Linked DNA regions of Drosophila melanogaster: region 1 is linked to region 2. The links are chromatin contacts, called in public Hi-C maps. All regions are on one chromosome and are shown on one strand. The core of a region is the stretch at or near the end of the contact, and the rest is flanking DNA. Distances in the headings are between cores, read along the strand shown. Region 1 holds the start of Atx2 (Ataxin-2). Region 2 holds the start of Rbp (RIM-binding protein).

What was found. A called contact is a pair of places that touch in the nucleus more often than the background predicts.
Region 1: a contact with region 2 is called in a Hi-C map of the Kc167 cell line, with 2.7 times the contacts expected there. A contact is called at or near these places in 82 of 107 Hi-C or Micro-C datasets (the Clone 8 cell line, the D17-c3 cell line, the Kc167 cell line and 24 more) and 3 of 7 datasets of targeted methods (the Kc167 cell line and the S2 cell line).

What each region holds. Positions count from the first base shown.
Region 1 is chr3R:15,408,127-15,412,131 of dm6, forward strand. It overlaps Atx2 (Ataxin-2), which reads left to right and starts at 1,325. Exons shown (of 5, transcript NM_169658.3): 1 at 1,325-1,408; 2 at 3,995-4,005.
Region 2 is chr3R:15,373,244-15,377,059 of dm6, forward strand. Rbp (RIM-binding protein) reads left to right here and starts at 1,392. Exons shown (of 18, transcript NM_169652.5): 1 at 1,392-1,725. Ccm3 (Cerebral cavernous malformation 3) reads left to right here. Exons shown (of 5, transcript NM_142202.3): 5 at 143-994. The coding sequence ends at 227.

The DNA.
Region 1 (4,005 bases), core at 75-2,574, 35 kb after region 2:
ACAAGGTCGTCGTCTGTGGCCGCCTATCTTGACATTCGGTAAACATGCGGATGTTTTCCACCTACTGGGACACAGACGATAGCTCCGGGCTATTAATAGATTCGCCTGTATTTGTGATCTAGATTTGGAGCAAATATTTGCTTAATACCGCTGCGATTGAATACAAACCATAAGCAGTTCAAATTGCGCGCCCAAACGACTGTGTGCAACACTGTTTTTGAGCAGGCGATAGCCCGGGAGCAATCGATAGGCAAACACCGTCTGGCGCTGTCAAATCGAGTGCGCAGGCGATAACCATTCGATACCGAACACTGTGGCTGCACATACGCACCCCCGTTCAGATTGAAGTTAATAAATTAGCAAAATAGTCTTTCGACGCAACAAAATTCGCCGTTTACCACTACCGCCGCCCAGTCGCTGCAGCTCGTCGTGCCGTTCCGTTGTTGCATTTCCACTATTTTTTTTCACCGATTTGCCAAATACGCCGTCGATGTGCGCTAGGGATGTGCAAAAAAGTATCGACTGCGGAAAGCAACTCGTCAAGCAACCTTGCTCGTTATCGCTACAGTACGCAGGGAAAAAATAAAATTAGCAACAAAAGCGTTTATAGCAGCCAAGTTACAGTGCTAGACGGCGCCGAAATATCACATCTTGGCTAGAACACGCCTCGCCCGCCCATCCGCGACCATCGCATCAGGATCCTCCGATCGGAAAGTTGGTAAATCCGGGGGAAAATCGGCCGAAGCAAAAAGTAGCAGCCGAAGCAAGAGAGCAGCAGCAGCAGTAGTAAGAAGCACAGCAGAAACGGGCGAAAGAGGAAACAGAAGAGAAAAGAAGCAAAAACGCCAGGTTTGAACGACTGCTGAAAAGTGTCCTGGTGGTCAATTGGTACTCGGACTGCTCCTTCTGGCCTCCCGGCAATCGGACACAAACCGACCACATCGGCGGTTGGCAATTGGCAGTTGGCAATTGGCGATCCACATCCAATCGACGTTATTATGAACAACAATAGCAAGCGGAAAACCCGACCCACTGGCGGCGGTGCCAGCGGCGGCATCTCAAGGTAAGAAGAAGCAGCTTTGACCAGCACCACCAGCACCCAGCTGCACTGGCAAAAACCAGGGGCGATAGCGCAGGGGCGTCATTTGAGCAGGGTGCTTCAGGTGAGCCGAGCACGCAGAGGTACCAGAGTCAGCAGAGTGCCATGCCACACAACAAAGGGGGGCACAAACGCACACCACTGCATTTGGGGCTGGTTTGTTTTTGCCTTTTGCTTTTTGCCTTTGCTTTTTGCCGTCGCAGTTTGCAGTTCGCCGTTGCCCTGACAAATTGAAAACCCGCGACAACCGAAAGCGCCACAAAGAGCTCTTTTCTCTCCCGGTCCGGTTGACTAAAAAAAAATTAAAAGGTGAAAGCGCGTCTCGTGTCGTCTTTTTTCACATTATTATTTTTTTTCTTAATCTCGTGAATGCTACCTACTACTGCATCATCTCATGGAAAACCATTCTTAAGCTTTTTTTTTGTTGGTTTTTTGGAATGCAAATGGCGCTTATATAATAGGCCATCGCGAGCCCTGTGTGTCTGTGTGTGCGAGTGAGTGCAAGCATGTGTGTGTGTGTTTGTGTTTCAAGAATCGAACTTTATGCTTTGTTTACATTTCCCTTTCACAATGGCCAAATGTGTGTAGAGAACATAATTTGTTTAAAGGTTTCCGTTTTGTCGCACCAACGAGTCGCATTGCCACCCCCGTGAGAGGGTGCTCCATAGCCCCCAACACCCATTCCCCACCCCTGTCCTCCTGCTGCTGCGCCCTTAAAATTTTCAATTGAAATATGACTGCAGCGCACACAGGCACAGCCACAAACGCAGCCACACAACAACATTCACATCCGCATTCGGACACAGTGCGGCGCATAAGTATCGGCACGTCCGCCAGTTTTATCAATTTATCTGTGAAAAACTGTGCAGATATGTATTTAAGAAATAGTTGAGAAACAAATCATATAAATATAAATACATATAAATACCAAAAAAAATGGTCAAAAAATCATTCATAATGCAAGTTTGCAGGCGTAAAGATAGTAGTGGTCTCTTCAATAACTCAACCCTATTTGTATAATGTAATTAGGATTGTGATTTATCACAGAATAAATAAATCAGTTATGGAAAGAACCAAATAGCAAGTGTTCCCAAAATTGCATTGTAATGGAGTAGAAATGTGTCAGTATTGTGAATCACTATGACTAAGCACTTTAAAATATTTTCACATTTTTTAAAGTAACATTCGGTGATTACTAACGAATGTTAATAAATGTGAAGACTATCGTTGAAATCATACAAATCATAGCCTGTACTGGATTGCTGAAGAGGTATCACTGTAGTGGCCACTCACTTTGGCCTTATCATACGAGTCTTCCTCGTCCAGTCATATTTATGCCGCAAACGGTTTGAAATGCGTGTTCATTATTCATTGTGTACGGCATCAACACAATACCACATCACAACCTCAAGCTTGTGGGCACAGTGGGCCTGGGATGGCGCTCAGGGCGAATCAGGCCCACTGTGCGGCCCGTGCCCGTAGTGCCCACGGTGATGCATGGCACACTCGCTCACGTATCACGTAGTGCATTATATTTTTTTTTTTTACTCTCGTCGCTCGCCTTCTTCGAATGCAATTTCTTGCATTGTCAGCATTTTGCAGCTTTGCGTTTGCTGTTTGCCGCTTGCCGTATTCAGTTTTTAGTTATACGTTTTCAGTTGCTGTGACGTGCGGCGGCTGCGCTGAGTTTCGTATCGTTCTTTGGCACACTTCGAACCCCTTCTAAACGCCCGCAGCAACCCCCCGAAAGCCCCTGAGCAGGCCCGAGAGCCTCCAACGTGGGTCCGAAATTTGGGTCACTTTACAATTTGCTGACCGAACGAACGATATGCCACCTCGCTCTTGTTTTCCGCCTGACGTCTATGCATATTTATTCGCCACTCGGCCATGCACACTTGCATTTTAAGTTTGCCTCCGTCGCAGCCTATTTCCCGGATTCGTTTCCCCAACTGCTCGCCAGCTCGCTTGCCTGCCTGCCTGCACCTCACCTCACCTCACGCATGATTCACTCTTGGGCGCAATCAATTATTTGTTTTCATTCACCAAAATGTGCACAGTGCACGCTCCGTGAATCAGCTACTGCTCAAGCGCCACCCTTCTCCAATTGGTTTCGTTCAGCCAGTGCCAGTGCCATCGCCTCAGCCCCCGGCCGAAACGCCGCCCTGTCCCACACCCACAATCACATCCACTGCCGCCGCGGGTTCATTGTGCGTTGCGTTGCGCATTTCACGGTCGTCGATCCTGGCCGCACGCAACCAATGCCAAAACACCCCGAAACGCGAATACGAGTTCCGACCGGGGCGGAGCTGGCCAAAGGGGGCACATTTGGCTGATTACTGTCGCGGAATGAATATGACCGTGTCTCCTAAATTGTTCTTAAAAGTTTTAAATACGGGTATATATCCCTATGCTCTTTAAAGGATATCGTGTTGTAGAGCTCATCATTTCACTAATGACATATAATAATTCACGTTGATTGACTTAAGTGGCTATCCTACATTATTCAAAACCAATGTATTCAAATTTGACCATTATAAATTGCTCGACTGGGGCACGCAACTGAAATCATAAATTAATGACTATAGCTTTGACACTGATTTCCCGTCTTCGCCTTAACTTCGCAACCTGGGGACTCCCCGAAAATTCTTTGTCTAAACATCCATATAGTATCTCTTGCTCGTACTAAATAAGATGAGCTCAAGTGCACAAACACAAAGCAAAACTGGCACGGCTGTTCACAGGGGTTGCGGAATGCTGGGTCAGGTCAGAGTTGGCGAACGAATCGATATCGCCACCGTAGCTGAATGAAATCGAATTTCCATTTTCAGTCGGACCACTGCCTTCCAACCGCAACGCTAACGAATGGTTTAACCTGTCTCTTCTGACTATTCGCAGATACAACTCCA
Region 2 (3,816 bases), core at 142-2,641:
TAAATTGTAAATTGCTTCGATTACGTACTAATGGCTATTACCGCTGACCTTTTCATGAAATTGGGGCCAAATTGCATTACTAATTCAAATTGCTTCAGCAAGGATTTTCTAACCGATTCTCTTTTATTTTATCTATTTTCAGACCGAATGCAGTATTCATAAGTGCACTTTTTCTAATACGGCAAACGAATCAAATAATGCTGACAGTTAAGAGTAAATGCGAGTAGAGAATTAAATCCTTTAATTATGGCAAATTAATTAATTAGTGGCATTTTAATTTTATGTTTAAATAACCATTTAACATACCAAGACCGAAACAAATCAAATAAACTCAACACACTTAAATACAAAATCGCCCGACGCAGTCCAAGTTAAATGTTTGAACGTAAATGAAAATCTGTTGTAACTAAATAAATAGGCCTAATTTATATCGTATATACATATGTATTACACATACTCGGACACAAAATTTTGCGAAGCCTAAGCATTGTAATTAACTAGTGAGCAACTATTTATGGAGACGGACGATGTGTGCGAGAGTTTATTTTTCGTTTACAATTTATTGTAAATAATTCATTCTTTTTCTGTTAACAAACAACATCGGCTAGTTTGTTTTTGTTTAGGAGAAGCGCCTACGAATAAATTTAAAATTAGTGGAAAAAAAACGAGAAACAGGAAATGTATGTACTACGGGGAGATGACAAACAAAAACATTAACGGAACACTTAAATTTTTAACTGTTTTTAATTGTTAGAGTTTGAAATTTAAACACTATACATAATAATCTTTTACTTAATGATATGTTCTATTTGAAAACTGCGAAAGCGAAAGACATTAGTGGCCGACAGCACTATCAACAGGATGGAGAAAAAATTATTTTAATTAATAAAATGTTATATGAAAATCGAACACTAAGCAAAAGTAAAAGAACGGCAACAAACTCATAATGTAGACATAGCGAAAAGAAAACGACAAATAAATGTATTTATATTCCAAAATTGAAAAGAGTGTTTCATATTTAACCAATTTACGTAAAATTACTTTATAATTTATAGTATTAGGTGTGGTATGATGTGGAAATAATTGTTTTATATTACCCGAGAATTGATTTCGAAAATCAGAGATTGGTAAACTGAAATCAAAATCTCAGATTTACACGCACATGTCGTTAACAGAGGACAGCGCTGTTAACGGATAACAGCCAAAAGTAATAGTAAACCCCCAATAACAGGCCCTGAGCAGAAATTTACCCAGTTGCAACCCCAAAGGAGTCCTTCTGAGAGCGGGAGAGAATTGCCCGTTTTTCAGTGTCATTTGGCAGAAAAATCGATTCCCCGCACACTGAATAGTGGGCACTGGGTACTGAGTGCTCGGCTCTGGGTTCTCTGGGCCACTCTGCTCTGGCACACTGAGCACCGAGCTGGCAGTTGGGTAGAAATCAGAGTGCGCCAGCAGCGCGACCGAGATGACCCACTTTTCGGTATTCGCACTGAGACCCAACTGCTACTACCCACAGAAAGTGGACAACTAGGCGGAGTTTTTTTCTATATAGTAGCAGTGAAACGATCGCGTTTTTCGGATATATTATGTACAGCCTACGTAGCCTAGTGTAAACTATATGCATTTATGTGAATTTCCCAGCGCAAACGTGGAAGAGGAAAACAGGCGACCTGAAAAAGCAGCAGCAGCAGCAAGCAAGAAGCAGAAGCACAAGCAGCAAAAAAGGTTCGCAACCCGTTCAAAAGCCCCCGAATACAAAATATTACAAAAAGTTAACCCAAAAAGAAAGGATAAAATCCTGTGCTTCCGAAAACGAAAACCGCAGTTTAAGCAAAAAGTGTCAAAATCGCGTGGTAAATACTTATTTTGCGCAAGCTGAAAAAAAGAGCTGTTATGCGAGCGAGCGAGCTCACGAAAAATTTCGCTGTACACCAAATGTTTGCCCAACAGCACCGCTGCTGCGTGAAAATTTCATTTTCTCGCCAATAACGTGAAAAAGCTCGCCGCGAGTGCAGTTAAAAAATCCAGTGAAAGATATAATGATTCCGGGAAAATGGTGGGACAGTGAAAAGTAAAAGTGTAAGCATATCGATAAAGGCAAAAAAAAAAAAAAAATACGAAAAAGAGCAGCCAGCGTAAAACTACACTCTCCCACACACACTCACATGCATACATATATCCAAACATATACATATACATACTCGCCCACATGCTGATGCATATACAATATGCAAATGCGGGTAATCACTGTAAAACCGAGGCAGGCGAAATGGTGAATGAAACCGAAATTATAGAAAAATGCCTAAATAAAATCGGAGAAATTGGCTAAAAGCAGAGTTCAGCTACATTTTGGCACAAAAAAGCGCGCACCCACACACACTCACGCATACACCCGCCACACACATACAGAGAAAGCGAAAAGAGCGAGAGGCATGTAAGTAAAGTAGATGTAAATGGCCAACGAAACTGGAGCAGCACCAATACCACTGCAAGTGCCACAACGGCAGGAGCAGCATGTGTGTGTGAGCGTTTCATATTCATAAGCTTCCAGCAGCACCAGCAGCAGCAGCAGCAGAAAAGTCCCACTTTTTGGGTTCGCACTCTGGGGGCGGTTTTCACTTCACACTTGTCCCACAGCCTGCGCAACAACAATGTTAAAGTTGTTTGCTGCTGCGTGCGTAACACACATACTACATACAGTGTACACCCACCACACACGTTCGTGTGTATGTACGTATGCATGTACATATGCATACATATATATGTACACTAAAGGTATCTACAGCGTGCATGCGGTTACCGTTACCTTCTCTGGAGCGGTGTTTTAATACCCGTAACAGCACTTTCCACCGATTGAATGCTTTCACGTATTTCGTATATATTTATAGCCCACTGTACTCAGTTTCCACTGCAATGATCGAAAGTCACGCGTCGATGGCCTGGTACACGTTGCGGATACTTAATACAACATTATCACAACCTAGACGGGCTTATTATGAAAAGAAAGTCTTCATAGCTTCCTTCTATAAATATGTAGTTTTTTCTGTAGATGAATTAAAACATAATTGGCCAAATTTAAATTAACATGTTGCATATGTATTTAATACATGAAGAACTCAAATGTGCAACTATTCAATTGAATTTTCCTTTAAGCCAACAGAAAGATCCCCCGTGTTGAAAAATATAAAGAACGGCTTGAAAAGAAAAGCCATTATGATTTTATTGGATTTTTCCGAGCAGGATTAATCGTTGAGTTTGGCCAATTTTGACAGATGGCAATCATTCAATAATTTATATGCTGGGCTGCCAGCCAAACTGCGACCATGAGATGTCCACAGGCGGGGATCCCCCTGCTTCTCTCCGAACCACTTCCCATTTCCCGGTTTGGCGGTTTGGTTTTCCACCCCATAACTGTGCTATGGTTTTTTTCTATAGTATTTCAGCGCCAGAAGCGACGAAATTCGTGGGTCTGTGTGTGTGCCTGTGTGTGAGCAGCTTGTTATAAATAGGCAAGATAGTTTTTGTGCTCGTGTTCTGGTTCGCTTTTTTCCTTGGCTCTGCGATTGAGGTCATGCCAGCAGCAGGATAATGAACTTTTCCCAACATCTTAAATGTAATTGTAATTGTAATTGCTCGACTTTAAAAAGTTTCTGCTCGCAGTGTTATTTTTAGGACTTGCCACTCGTCATATTCTCGAGCACATTGTCGACTATTTATGCATGTAATTGTTGGCAATGGCTGTTGGCCCCTGCCTTCGTCGGCTATAATTGCTGCAATTAGAAGCACTTGATTGTTATGGCCCAAGTGTGTGAGCAT